Linked DNA regions of Mus musculus: regions 1, 3, 4 and 5 are each linked to region 2. Evidence: chromatin contacts called from public HiChIP or PLAC-seq data. All regions are on one chromosome and are shown on one strand. The core of a region is the stretch at or near the end of the contact, and the rest is flanking DNA. Distances in the headings are between cores, read along the strand shown. Region 1 holds the start of Ero1b (endoplasmic reticulum oxidoreductase 1 beta). Region 2 holds the start of Gpr137b (G protein-coupled receptor 137B). Region 3 holds the start of Heatr1 (HEAT repeat containing 1). Region 4 holds the start of Edaradd (EDAR (ectodysplasin-A receptor)-associated death domain). Region 5 holds the start of Lgals8 (lectin, galactose binding, soluble 8).

Region 1 (2,700 bases), core at 17-2,516, 830 kb before region 2:
GCAGTGGGTCTAGATGGAATCATGGATGCGAATGTTCTCATGTTACCAGAGAGGCCAGAGGAGATTTTGAAGATGTGATTAAGGATTTTGAGATCAGGAAATTGCCTGGGTTATCCGGGTGAGCACCATGCAATCGAAAGTCTTTATATGTAGGGACACAAGAGAGATAGGGTCAGAAAGCACAGACGACAAAAGCAGGCTATGCCACTGTGTCATGTGAGGTCCTGAATCTAGGAATTTGATTGGCCATAGAAGCTAGAAAAAGCAAGGAAACATTATTCTCTAGAATATTCCAAATGGATGCAGTTTGTTTTAGTTTTCTGGCTTCCAGAATGTAAGATAATACATTGGGGTTGTTTTCAATCACTACCCTTCTGGTCATTTGTTACATCAACAATGACAAATTGATACATACTACTGAATGTAAGTTTCCTATAACTCAGGAATATCGGTAAAGTTAGCGATTACCATTAATTGATCACTTATTTGCTAGGGACTACAGGAAGCTTATGTACATAACCTTACATAATCCCAGAACAATATTTGAGGTGTAATTAAGACCACAAAACCATCTAGAATGTGTTACATTTGGGATAGTCTATGTCCCTTTAAGCTTTTCTGTGCGTTTATCCCGATTCTTCGTTTTTCACTGTATAGACTGGGGTTTTCCTTCATCCTTTAAAATGTATTATAGATTTTCTGGTGTTGGTAGAGGAGTAGTGGAGACACCAAGCAATGATACTTCTGGGGCATGTGACATGAAGGAGGTGCTGAAGACTTCCTGACAAGATGCCAGGTGGTTTTAGGTAGCTGCAGAGGTGAGAAAAAAGGCAAAGAAAGCTCTTGGGAATAGCAAGTCAAAGATTCGGCCGGCCTGGCGAGAAAATCCTGGCCCCAGTAGGTCAAGCGGTGACAAAGAGCTATTGGCATAGTGCCTGAAGACCTGCGGGGATGGGGGTGGACAGTCTTGTTTCTCAGAGCGACGAAACAGAGGTTCCACCACCTCAGGCCAACCCCTAAAACAGCACCCACTCTCCCGCCTGCTCCTGGGTGTTTTGGAGGCCTCGTGGTCCCGCCTCATTGGCCGCCGCGGAGCCCCGCCTCAGGGAGGCAGAGCGACCTCCGAGCCTGTAGTTCTCCATTTTCAAGACCTTCCCACTGTGGGGGGGCCCCAAGGGGCTACAGGGACTACAACTCCCAGAAGGCTTTGCGCAGAGGGCGTGATCATAACTGAGGACGCCGGGGGCGGGGCCTCCTGGGATGAAGCGGGGGCGCGCAGCACTGGTACATCAGTCGCTGCTGCTGCGAACGGTAGAGTGTTCCTTGCCCGAGACCGGCGCTCAGACCCCGGGTCCTGGAGGCTCCCGGCTCCCAGGCACTGCCCCCTGCTGTCGTCGTCGCGGCGGGCCGTCGTTCCCCAGCCCCGATCGGCCGAGGCGACGGCAGCGGCCGAGGTCACCATGAGTCCGGGGTTCCGCCGGGCCGTTACTGGGCAGGGGGCGGCGGCCGCGGTGCAACTGCTTGTCACCCTGAGCTTCCTCTCAAGTCTGGTCAAGACTCAGGTAAGCCCGAGGACCAAAGGCAGGGGACGGGTCACGCCGGCGTCGCCGAGAGGCCGAGGTGCAGGTGCGAGTGGCCAGCCAGGGATTGAGAACCGCGCCGGCTAGTGCGGGAAACGTCTGTAAAGCGCGGCGGGCGCGGGGACACGACACGCGTGGTGATGGTTTACGGAAGAGGAAGATGGTGACGGCCAGTAAGCGCTAGCGGCTTTATCTTTGTGATGGTGACGGGGAGACACAAGTCTTGAGTGGTGAAGGTGTTGGGGACACAAACCTCTGACATCCTTCCCTCAGATGACAGGGAGGCAGACCCTCCATCCTCTTCCTGGGCTAGAGGGGGCATTACTTCATTTCCTTGAACTTGTGCTCTAGAGATAGCTATAGGCATTACCCGCTTTATAATTATCCACCTGTCCTACGTATGCAAAGTGGCATGCCAGGTGAGCCCAGTTATGACACTGGAGGGCCTAGGCCCCTACTGTGGGCTTCTTAAGTCTATAGTGAGGCTTGCTGGCTGGACAGTCCGGTAGACTTTGACGTTGCCTTGGTTAGGCAGGTATTACTGAAGTGTTCACTACATACTCGAAAGCCAAAGCACAGCCTCTTGCCTTGAAAAGAGATAGGTTAGCTCTGCCTCTTTTAGTGAGGAAGGTTTGAACAGGTTGCCAGATGCTGCTATATCTTGTCTGCACCTGCTGCAAAGTGCTAGCTCGAAGAGCCAAAACCGAAGAAAAACAAAAGTGTCTCAGATGGCCTGATAATGAGGGGCATGCAGTTTGAAGCAATTAACACTCATTGCTAAGAGAAAAAAAAATGATGGTAACTGTGAGAGTAACCGTGTAAACATGTTTTTCTGCCTTGTTCATGGTGTTATGGTGTCCAGCATGAAGTCCTAGAATACAAGAATATTCTGTTTGTGTCCATGTGTGAGTTCTCTTGAATGATTTGATAAAAATAAACAGCTAGGAACAGTGGCATACACCTGTAGCCTCAGCTCTCAGGGGTAAAAAACACAAACAGTAGGAAAAACAGTAGGATTGCCGCAGGTTGGACGCTGGCCTACATATTGAGATTCTGGGTTAGCCAGGACTACATAGCAAGACCCTCTCTCAAAAAACTAAACAATGAACCAGTCAGAGAA
Region 2 (2,700 bases), core at 89-2,588:
TCTGCCAAGAAGACAAGTCAATCACCCCAACAGGTGACACAACAGGAGCTCGCCCCTTGGGCAGAGTACTACTGAAAATGCACAACTTAGTGCCTGGGAAGCTAATGGGAACTGGAGTAGTCGGTAAGGGCAACATCAGTATCATTAAGCCTTGGCTAATGCTTTACTCAGCCTCCTGCAATCACTGTACTTTCATTGAGACACAGCCACAAGAGCCCTCGTGCAACCCTTTAGCTCATTAACTACGGGTCTCATAAAACCAAGCTGCTGGTCCTGTAAAAGAGTCCAGGTTCAATTTTATGGCTTATTTCTTGGGGCTTCTCCGATGAGCTCAGACAGCAAGCCAAAAACCTCCTGCAACTGAGGAGTTGGGTGTGCCACCAGACTGCCCTAGTGAAGCAATCCTGTGGAATGAGTTACTAATTCACAGTACAGTAGGGATCCTAATCCCAAAGGTTCAAAACATCTCATCAAAATCAAGCCTGTCTCATCATTACTTCCAACAGGCTGGTGCCTGGCCCCAAAGTGGAGCCAACATGCAGATGGCCTTCCAGGATAAGGGGTAGGTGTCTTGAGATGAGCAAGGGAGACAGGGGAAAGTAGAATCAGACACCTCTTGCATCAGCACCGAATGTGATGTGCACAGAAGACTCCAGGCACCCGGTGGGTCCTCCCTACGTTTGGGAACAACTGGGGGTCGCCTGAGAGTAGGGCCTGCAGATGGGATGGTCTCAGCACCCTAGAACCTGCACCTCGCCCCGACCCTCTCCACCTGCGGCCGAGGAGACCTACCCCTCCCGGAGGATGGTGGGCGACCCCGGCAGGTGAGCGTCTCTCACCTGCGTGAAGTACAAGTTCATGAGCGTGAGGGTGAAGAACTGTAGACACACGGGGAAGCAGTAGAGCAGCCAGAAGACGAAGGGGCTGAACGAGTTGGCTGCCACGAAGTCTCGGAAGTAAAAGGAGAAGAGCACGGTACGCAGCGAGGCCCAGAAGAGGCAAAGGAAGAGGAAGACGCTCTGGTAGCTGAGCCGCTTGTGACGGTAGCGCAGCACCAGCCAGAGCTGCGCATAGATGAACACGAAGAGGAGCGCGTAGAAGACGGTGTAGACCGCGGTGAGGCCGAGCTTCACGTAGGGCGGCACCGCGGGGCTCAGCGTGGGAGGCAGGGAGTCATTGCGCACCGGCTCCCACGGAGGCGCCTCCATCAGGCTGGGGCTGCTCGAGCTTCATCAGGGCTCGCAGCCGTTCGCTCCCGGGTACCCGCGCATCGCGCCGCGCCCGCCGCTCCAGAGCCTAGCCGGGAAAACAAGCCGCACTTCCTCCCGCCGCACCACATGATCTGCTGGGCGGCCTTTGTGTGCGATTGGCAGCGCCGCGCCCCCGGGAGCGCGCGTCCGCACCCGACCCGCCCATCCCGGCCTTGCGCGCCCCTGGTGCGCGCGCCCTGGGGACAGCGGCCTTAGAGCTGAAGCCTGGTCTGGGCTCCAATGCCAAGAATCCTGTGGCTGTGCGGCCCCACGGGCCAAGTCTAGGGTGATTCGCGCCGGTGCAGTGCGTGATCCTAACCTGTGTGCATGGGCCTTTCAGGACCTCACGGCTGCGGCTGGGAAAACATCTGTGCCCCCGACCCGTGTGCTCCCCATTATCCCGTAGGTGGGGATGGGACTAGGGAGTATCCGTGTCCGGGATCCGTGCATTCCACCCCACCCCACTCCCAAGATCCTAATGATGGTGCTGGGAAGTATCCGCATTGTGTATGCACTGTGCGCCCCCTCATAGCACACACCCCTGATCAGTGCATCTCTTTGACATCTTGCGCCGTCTGATAACGGAGGAGATTGTGCCTCTGACCTGAGCATCCCCTTTCTCACACACAAACTACGCGCCCCTGACCCCACAAGCCTGCGCGCGCCAGACGTGGGAGTCTTGAGACTGGCATTTCGCTGGGGGTGTGGCTTGGGGGCGTGTCTGCGCTCTTGACTTAGCGCTTTCTGCTGATGCCTGGTTTTACAGTTCACTCTTTATTTAAAAATCAAACCACTTTGCAAGTTCCTTCTCCCATGCACCCACACGCTCACCCGTATTAAAAAAAATTAATATGTAAGCACGAGTTGGCCAGCTTCTGCGGCGCTGCGGAATTCTAAATGCAAATGACCAAAGGGCTAGAATTTCTTGCCGGCCTGTGTTGGTAGCTACTGCTCTCAAAGTAAGCTGCACAGAGTTCTCCCAGAACCCCTAACTTCCCGCCATAGTGGGGCTGCGCCCTTGTCCTCAGAGCAGAGGAGCACTTAAGAACTAGTGAGACTAGTGCCAGCCGATCCACCCCTTTTCTTCTTGTACCCCCATTCTCTCATCTGCTGCTGCCCAGAGGTTCTCTGATCTCAGATAAAACTGACTCAGTTTATCCCCAACCCTGAGCTACACTACCTTTATTTGATCACATTGTTGTGGTGTGGCTCAGCCCTAACACACACCTTTAATCCAAGAGCTAAATAAAGTCAACCCTAGGTCAAGAGGCAGAGCAAGCAGCCCGCTGACAGAGAGTGAACCTAAGTAAACAGAAAGGGAGGTCTTTGAGTTAAAGGGTATTTACAGCGTGGAAAAGGAGAAAGAGCTTTTCCCTTTTGTGATTTCCGGTGGAGTAGAAAGGTCAGCTGGGTGCTTTCTCTGCCTCCCTGAGCTAGTGGGCTTTCACCA
Region 3 (2,700 bases), core at 3-2,502, 1.0 Mb before region 2:
TTTTCCCCTCCTTATAGGTCCTTTGCGTATATATCTCCGTTTCTGGTTTTGCATTTTTATAAGCTTTCTGTGTGTATAAGCAGGTATGTCTCTTTCTATATGTGTTTCTTGAGCTTTTTCTTTGGCACTTTTTTCTTCTCTTTGTTTTGTCTTATTCTGATGTTTGTTTTTATTTTGCCTATCGCCTTCGTCGTCATCATCGTATGTTTGTACCCTAAATAAGAAAGAGAAAAAACGGTGTGGATTTGGGTGGAAGGGGAAGTGTTGGAGGATCTGGGAAGAGTTGTGGAACGAAACTGTAACCAGAATATGAAAACAAAAAAGTTTTGTGTATTTTTTGTTTTTGTTTTTTGTTTGTTTTTGAGACAAGGTTTCTCTGTGCAGCTCTGGATATTCTGAAACTCACTCCACAAATCAGGCTTGCCTCGAATTCAGATCTGACTGCCTCTGCCTCCCTCGAGCTGGAATTAAAGAAGTGAGCCGCCACCTCCCATCTTGAAAAAAGTTATTTTCACTTAAAAAAATTAAAATGTCATGTTTCTAATAATAATAATAACAGAATAAGAAAAACACCACTCCCTAGGACTGCAGACAAGGCAAAGGTGATAAGGTTGTCAGTAACTGCGTTCAGCGAGTGTTTACTACTTACAGAGCAACCAGATTGCACTGAGAACTACAACTCACGTTAGGTTTGTGCCCTCCTCGGGTAGCATTAGAATTAGAAACGCGGCTTCCCGCGCTTCAGCCCCTCGCAGGCTGGATAAGTATCTCGTGAATGACCGGTTCCTGCTACACACCCGTAAAGCTCCCAAAGGCGGTTGGGGAAAAAGAATCCCAGACCTAAGCCTGAAGGCACATAGCAACACTGAGCGAGGCGTCGGGTACCTAGAGAAGCGAGCTGTAGCACCAAGGAGCGGAGGGGCGGGACTTATAGGTGGCTTTCTGGAAAGAAGGGGGAGGTACTGTAGGCGTGGCTTAGCACATTTTCGTGAGGGTGGAGCTTAAAGGAGGGGCGTGGAATAAATGTGGTGTCTTGGAAAGAGGTGCGGATGGAAGGCGGAGCTTAACTGGATGAGCGAGCGGAGGGTGGGGCTTTGAGGTTCAGGCCCTTAGAGGGGAAAGTAGGCGGGGAATTAAATGGCTGGCCTGAATAGGCGGAACTTAGAGTCACGGAGGCGGGGCCGTTGTATTGCGTTTTCTACAAAGGTGTCCCTTTTCTCTTGCCGTAGTGAGAAGCCGGAAGTTCCTATGAGGCGTGCTTTAGAGTTCCGGGACAGTGCCGGCACCATGTGGGAGCTGATCTGAGGAGTTGTTAGCTGTCTAATCCTGCTGATATTCCGAGTTCAGGGTGAGGAGGAGCACGGTGCGGCTAGGCGCGGCCGTGACTTGGAACGGGTGGCCGGGTGGGCCGTGAGGTCGTGGTGCAGAGCTGGGGAAAGCTGGTGCTGCGGAGGCGTAGTTAACGCAATTGCTGTGGTGGGTCCTGGAGGGTCGGGGAAGCAAGTTTCTGTGTCCTCGAAAGGACTGAGCGCTGTATTGCCAGAGCATGAGCCCTGGCCTGCCATCTGTTAAGGCGCCTGACGTTTCCTAAAAACTTTTCACGCTGTTCGTTCTTAGCCGGTGTTTTGAGACATCCGCCTCCGTGCAAGATGACGTCCTTAGCCCAGCAGCTCCAGCGACTCGCCCTCCCTCAAACTGATCCCAGCCTCCTATCGAGACGTGAAGTTGCCTCTCTGTTATTTGACCCCAAGGAGGCGGCCACAATCGACAGGGACACCGCCTTTGCCATCGGTGAGCCACCTTTCACTTAGCAAAGCTCCCAGAGCATGATATCGGGGAGTTGGGGGGGGGGGAGGTTCTGTATTTTCTTGCCCCCCCCCCCGTTCGCTTCCCGAGCAGTACCTTGTTTTCTTGGTAAGGGGGTGGGAAACAGCAATACTGCTAGATGTGTGAATGTATTTATAAATAATGGTATCTGAAATTTCACAAACTAACTAATATGTAAAAAGGAAGAAAAGTAAAGAAACCGAGACAATGACTGTGGTGTGAGAGGAGACTTTCAGAACTAGATGTAGTTTTAATGACTAAAAAGAAGGGCTCGGGTGGAGTTCTTGTCATGAAGTACTTTCTTTTCTCCTAGTGAGTGGGGGTCAGATTTATCCTATATGTTAACAACTAAAGCCAGTGTTTGAGAGTGTCTAACACATGGTAACAGAGTTCATGAGCTTGGGGGTGAGGAGAACAGGAGAGTATCTGTTGGGTTTGCCTACAAAGAAGTTACACGTGACTCTCCTCCTAGGATGCACTGGCCTGGAGGAGCTTCTTGGGATTGACCCTGCCTTTGAACAGTTTGAAGCGCCATTGTTCAGCCAGCTGGCAAAAGGCTTGGAGCGCAGCGTCCAGACCAAAGCAGTGAACAAGCAGCTGGATGAAAACATTTCATCGTTCCTCCTTCACTTGTCTCCTTATTTCCTCCTCAAGCCAGCGCAGAAGTGTCTGGAATGGCTGATTCACAGGTAGCTAAACCTTCATTAGTTGCCAACACTTGGTAAGCTAGATTGCTTTCACAAATTTCAAAGGTTAACATGATGTTTAGAATGTCAAGTGAACATGCTCTTCTTGAATAGGGTGCCATTAGTTCCTGTCTAGTGTGTTTAGGGTTTAGGGGGTTTGTTTGTTTGTTTGTTTGTTTTTTGAGAC
Region 4 (2,700 bases), core at 177-2,676, 870 kb before region 2:
TCTTACCAGAGTGTCCAACCTCACCAAAACCAGAGAAAGACCTAGCGTACTCAAAGGGACATATCATCCTTTCGTTCACAAACACCGATGGAGTTTGTAGCTAGATTACAGGAGGACAGAGGAGATTCCTGGACGTTGACGTTTAAAGGAATTTTCCTTAAATGAGGGAGAAGCGATAGAAAAATCTAGATTCTGACCTCAGATATCAAAGCACATTTTTAATGTACTACGGGGACTAGAGACCTCCACAGGTGGGGATTGCGCATGTGGGCTCAGCCTCGTGGCTCTGTGGACAGTATAATAGTTGAATAGTGGCTCGGAGAGGTTAAGACTTGCACAGAAGCAAACACATCTCAGCAAAGTGAAGCTAGGAGGGAGAAGACGAACAAGGAAATGTGCGAGTGGAAAGCAAGGGAGAGCCTGGAAGGAAGGGGGTGCAGAATCCTCCCTCCTATGTTCTTTTCTATCAAAGGTTGGCTGACTTGTTTCAACCAGGCACCCGCGTGGCCCAGAACAAAAGCGCTCGGCCGGGCCTCCGCGTGGGGAGAGGGACCACGCACACCTTGCAGTGTGCAGGAAGCGAGCGATCAGCTGCTGCTCACAGAGGGGCAAGCGCAGGGGTAGGATCGGGAGAGGTAAGACGCGTGCCGCAGCTGTTCCCATCCAGCCTGACACACATCTGGCGCCCTGGTGTCCAAAAGAAAAAAAAAAAAAAAAAAGAAAGAAAGAAAGAAAGAAAGAAAGAAAGAAAGAAAGAAAGAAAGAAAGGAAGGAAGGAAGAAAGAAAGAAAAAAAAAACCGCTCCCAGGGGATGACTGAAGTTCAGTCTTTCAGTCTCATTAATCCAGCTGGTGGTCACACCCCAAGTGAGGGCGCGGCACCTTGCCGCTTTACCTGAGCGCAGAGGGTCGTCCGGAGAAGCCATGAAGACCAGGAGAGGACAGATGAGTGTCCGAGCAGGGGTGGACAGTCTCTAGGACCCCTGAGAACAGCAGGATCGCAGGGACCCAACCTCTTGCGTGGTAATGCGCGACTCTGTCTGCGCTCTGCCCTGCTGCTGCTGCTGCTCCTCCTCCTCCCTTTCCTCTTCTTGATCTCTGCCACTTCTTCCTCGTGCTCACTTCCTGCAATTAGCAAAGCCCCTTCCCGGCGCGAGTCTCTCCAGAACTCTGGAGAGGATTCCGTGGGTTGCGGTTGGGCACGAGAGGACACCGAGGGGCCCCCGGAGCACTTGCCCTGCTGGTACCTAGGGCGTAGAACCCTGGTCTTACCACGGAGGTCCCACGCGATCGCAACTGGGAGAGCCTTTCAGCTAGCCTTCCCCTGGCTGCCGCACGCGCGGGTGGCTTTCCCGGCTCCTAATCTCGTCCTCAGCTGGGACACCAAAGCACTCCCAGCGTGCTCCTTGCACAGGCCCGGGCTGAGACGCCTGCCGGCGATTTGATGTTTGAACAGTTTCCTAATCTTCAGGCAGCCTGAACGGCGGCATGACCGCACACGCTAGCACTTTCTAATTTGATGTTTCTTTGGCATTAGTTACTGCCTGACCTCCTGGGTGAGCACTACACAAAGGAGCGGGAAGAAAAGTCAGTCTTGAGGTCTCTGGTTTACTCCTCTGAAGGAAAAAGCAAAAACCAAAAAAACAGTATACGGTTCTGTTAGAAATGCAGAACCCATGGGCCCTTAAACGAATTAAGATTTAGCTTAAATGGGATTTTATTCTAATTAAGAGCAGAGAATCTGATCTTTTATTTTTTTATTTTTTTGTTTTTTGTTTTTTGGGTTTTTTCGAGATAGGGTTTCTCTGTATAGCCCTGGCTGTCCTGGAACTCACTCTGTAGAACTCAGAAATCCACCTGCCTCTGCCTGCCAAGTGCTGGGGTTAAAGGCATGTGCCACCACTGCATGGCGAATCTGATCTTTTAAAATGGCTATATTTTATTTAAAAGTTTAAGTTATTTCTATTATTTTTTAAATCATATTGGGGGTGAGGGGTATGAACACACAAGTACAGTGCCTACAGGGTCTAGAAGACGGTGGTAGCTCCCCTAAAGGTGGAGTTGCTGGTGGTTGTGGCCTTGCTAGGAACTGAGCTTGGGTCTTTTGCAAAAGTGGTAGCACTTTCAAGGCTAAGCTGCCTCTCCAGCTCTAGTGGCAGCATCTTCACTATGTGCCATATACAAAGGTTACAGACACGTTACATTTAATAGGAATCTCTGAAAGGAAGCACATAATCTATATCTGCCTTGGACATAAGCATAGAACTATTTTCTTTTTAAAAAAGGAGTTTAAAGGAGATGCCAGCCAAGGATGTAGGTCAGTAGTAGAGTGCCTGGCATGCATAAGCCCCAGCCTGATGATATACGTTGTAATCCCAGCACACAAGAGACTGAGGCAGGAGGGGAGTCTGGAGTTTGAGACCACCAAGAACTTTATGGTGTGGGGCTTTATTAAAAAAGAGGAGGAAGGGGGGAGGAGGAGGAAGTAAGAAAAGAAAGATTATTTCAGTATTTGCTGGACAATTTCATTAACAAATTACCCAATTCAGATTAATTAATAAACTGAACATTTCAGGGAGACAGCAAATGCCAATGTATCTTTGTGGTGCCCCCCAGGCTGCTCTGTGGTTCTGAGGCTCACGGCACTCTTGGGGTTGGTTTGTATTCTCCATAAGATGCTGCCATGGAAGAGTTGGGTCTT
Region 5 (2,700 bases), core at 179-2,678, 930 kb before region 2:
AAGCAGTGCTTTGAAACCAGGACAATATTCATTTAACTTTTCCTATTAGTAAAACAAGTAGGAATCACATCATAGGATTGCCCTGAGGATTGTACTAGTTTAAATAGCAGAAAACAGCTCTGTATGTGTTAGCTATTATTGCTAGAAAACATTGCTCTTCTTCAACCAGCCAAATTAAGTAAGTTGAGGGTGGGGTGGGGGTGGCAGAGTTACTCCGGGGAATACCAAATGCAATGTTTTGCATCAGCCCGGTTTTGAAAGATAAGAGCGCCCCCTCGGCACTGCGCCCTGCCCACTGAATCATTTACTACCTCTAGTCCTGATGACTCAAACCAGAACCAAGCCAGAAAATGAAACTAGAGTTTCCTGTCTTTTACTTCCTACAGTTCCGCCAGGCTGTAGACAATAGGCACTCGCCAAATCTCTTATTTTACCGGAGAAAAGAAAATTGCATCTCTCTTGGTTACACCCCTAAAAACCACCCTAGACCCCTACCTAGTATCTGTCACTAACTCATTTTATTCAAATCCTCTGAGCCTTTAATTCTGTTCTGTGCAATCCAGGAAGCACGAACTAGAGCAAAAAGGAGACAAGGAATTGCCATCACCACATCCATAATTGATATCTTTCCCGGAGAGAGATCAAGATGGCCTAGGTTGGCATTAAATAACTACTCTCCGAAGTCTCCAGACACGTATCACCGTCAGTCACAACAAGCCGTGGCTTAGGTTTAGGACGATTCCCAAACCCAGAGAAATTGCGTTTCCCCGTGTTTAACGTTGGGATAGAATGACGCAGCATGCTAAAGTGCGTGTCTGGAATAACGGAGTGTGACACAGCTGTCAACTGTCCCTGGGCCTGTCATTCTTGGGGATCCAGGTGATGCTCGCCCTTTCCCTGGCAGGTGAGCCGCCGAGCGGAGAGCCCTCACCGCAGCAGTCAGCGTTGTCCCGACACTACGGTCCCAGTACAAGCCTCAACCCACGATCGCTCCCGGTGTCCGGTGCCCCGTGCATGTGTCACGGAGGAGACGGCGGGATGCCGTGTCCACACTCGGATTCCGGTCCGGGAACAGTGGTATCCCGATGTCCCTGAGCCCGCAGTCGCCAGGACTCACCCCGGTGGTAGTAAGCGCTTTGCTCCGACTTGTGTCCCCTGACGGACGCCGTCCGGTTCCCGGAGCCGCCACAGGCAGAGGGCGGGGTCAGCCCGCGGCCGTTTCCGCGAGAACGACTGCAGGGGCGGGGCGTCCGAGTGCTGCGAGCTGGGGCTGTTGGGCTCTTAATGTCACACACGCAGACCTATGGCTGGCTGTGGGAGTGGCTGGCTGGGGTTGGGGTGTGGCTCACCTCACGTGCTGGAAGCCCCCAGGTTGATTTCCACCCAGCTCTGCACAAATCGGTCGGGGTGCACCCCTGTAGTTCCAGCCCTGCGAGGTGGAGGCAGGAGGACCACAAGTTCAATGTCATACTGGAGAACTTAAGGAATTCGGGGTCACTCTGGGACAGATACCTGATCTCAAGGGTGTTAAAAATACACTTAAAGAATAATCGTGGGGGGTGTGGCCGGGGTACTCCTGGGTTTGCCTCCTTTGCAGCCTTGGGTCAGAACTGAACAATGTTGTGAGCCAATCAGATTTAGCAGCCACTCATTGCCAATAACTAGCCTTGTGTGTGGAGGAATTCGTTCTTCTTTGTCCCTGCAAGAAACCCCATCCTGTGAGCAGTAGCCAGAACATGTCAACACTGGGTGATTGGCCGCTTATTCTGTGCTGGAGTTTACTACAGGGAACGCTTCCTTAGGAAACAGTTTAGACACTGATGCTCAGTTCTGAGCAGAGTAGATGGTCAATAAGCACTGAGCTGCATAGTCAGGGCGCTGCACTGCTGACGGTTTGCCCCGTATTTGTACGAACAAACTTAAATAAAACTGTAGGGCGCTGAGAATGGCTGACTGAGCTACCTAGTTTTGATGTCCTAATGGCCTCAAGGTTATGTTCTTTTCTAGATATTAGCCATGTTTGTTTTTAAAGGACATGTTTGACATAGCCATTTGGTCTTTTTCTCTGGCTGTGTGTTTTATTTTGTTTTGAACTTGTATTTTATTTTTTTAAAGCCTCTTAGCAGCAACCTCGTGTTCTGATTCGTTACTTTTTCTCCTTCCTCATGTCCATTTTCTAATTTTGATTAACTCCTCAAGATTCTACTTTAATAGCTGGAGTTAACCCTTGATGTATGTTGTCTTAGCTCTGTTGTTATTACTAGGTGTGGTAGGCTTCTCACTACACTTTCTGGGGTTTGTAAGAGATAGGGTGTGGAGAGCTTTTGGAGCCCGTTTCTAGAAACTTTGCAGGAATTAAACATTGGGCCAGGACACAGAAGTAAGCTCAGGCAGGAATATCGTTTTGGGCTAGAGCAAAGAAGTAGGCTTCAGTCAAGAATGTGACTTTGGGCTAGGAGAGGGAAGTAGGCTCAGATATCTTGGTCATCTTGATAAGCCCCTGCCTGGAAACATTGATCACAGGACTTTGTTCCTTGACTGTTTGTGTTTATAGTCCTGCTTGTCCTTGACCCAGAACTGATATTATTTTGCATGTACTTAAACTGGTATCAAAGCAGACTGGAAAAACATTATAAGCCTGACTCAGCCTCAGAACTCGCTGGGGTCATGCCACAGTGTTGTCTTGTTGTCTTTTTTCTT

What was found. HiChIP or PLAC-seq counts read pairs in DNA pulled down with a chosen protein or histone mark.
Region 1: a contact with region 2 is called in an H3K4me3 HiChIP or PLAC-seq map of stem cell-derived neural progenitor cells, with 11 times the contacts expected there. The contact joins the promoter of Ero1b here to the promoter of Gpr137b in region 2. A contact is called at or near these places in 2 of 115 datasets of contacts at active chromatin or transcription factors (embryonic stem cells and stem cell-derived neural progenitor cells).
Region 3: a contact with region 2 is called in an H3K4me3 HiChIP or PLAC-seq map of embryonic stem cells, with 6 times the contacts expected there. The contact joins the promoter of Heatr1 here to the promoter of Gpr137b in region 2. A contact is called at or near these places in 2 of 115 datasets of contacts at active chromatin or transcription factors (embryonic stem cells and stem cell-derived neural progenitor cells).
Region 4: a contact with region 2 is called in an H3K4me3 HiChIP or PLAC-seq map of stem cell-derived neural progenitor cells, with 11 times the contacts expected there. The contact joins the promoter of Edaradd here to the promoter of Gpr137b in region 2. A contact is called at or near these places in 2 of 115 datasets of contacts at active chromatin or transcription factors (embryonic stem cells and stem cell-derived neural progenitor cells).
Region 5: a contact with region 2 is called in an H3K4me3 HiChIP or PLAC-seq map of stem cell-derived neural progenitor cells, with 12 times the contacts expected there. The contact joins the promoter of Lgals8 here to the promoter of Gpr137b in region 2. A contact is called at or near these places in 2 of 115 datasets of contacts at active chromatin or transcription factors (embryonic stem cells and stem cell-derived neural progenitor cells).

Annotation. Positions count from the first base shown.
Region 1 is chr13:12,564,617-12,567,316 of GRCm38.p6, forward strand. It overlaps Ero1b (endoplasmic reticulum oxidoreductase 1 beta), which reads left to right and starts at 1,267. Exons shown (of 16, transcript NM_026184.2): 1 at 1,267-1,562. The coding sequence starts at 1,461.
Region 2 is chr13:13,392,286-13,394,985 of GRCm38.p6, forward strand. Gpr137b (G protein-coupled receptor 137B) reads right to left here and starts at 1,339. Exons shown (of 7, transcript NM_031999.2): 1 at 840-1,339. The coding sequence starts at 1,208.
Region 3 is chr13:12,394,123-12,396,822 of GRCm38.p6, forward strand. It overlaps Heatr1 (HEAT repeat containing 1), which reads left to right and starts at 1,253. Exons shown (of 45, transcript NM_144835.4): 1 at 1,253-1,348; 2 at 1,618-1,791; 3 at 2,300-2,516. The coding sequence starts at 1,650.
Region 4 is chr13:12,519,024-12,521,723 of GRCm38.p6, forward strand. Edaradd (EDAR (ectodysplasin-A receptor)-associated death domain) reads right to left here and starts at 1,427. Exons shown (of 6, transcript NM_133643.4): 1 at 895-1,427. The coding sequence starts at 925.
Region 5 is chr13:12,460,310-12,463,009 of GRCm38.p6, forward strand. Lgals8 (lectin, galactose binding, soluble 8) reads right to left here and starts at 1,429. Exons shown (of 10, transcript NM_001199043.1): 1 at 932-1,429.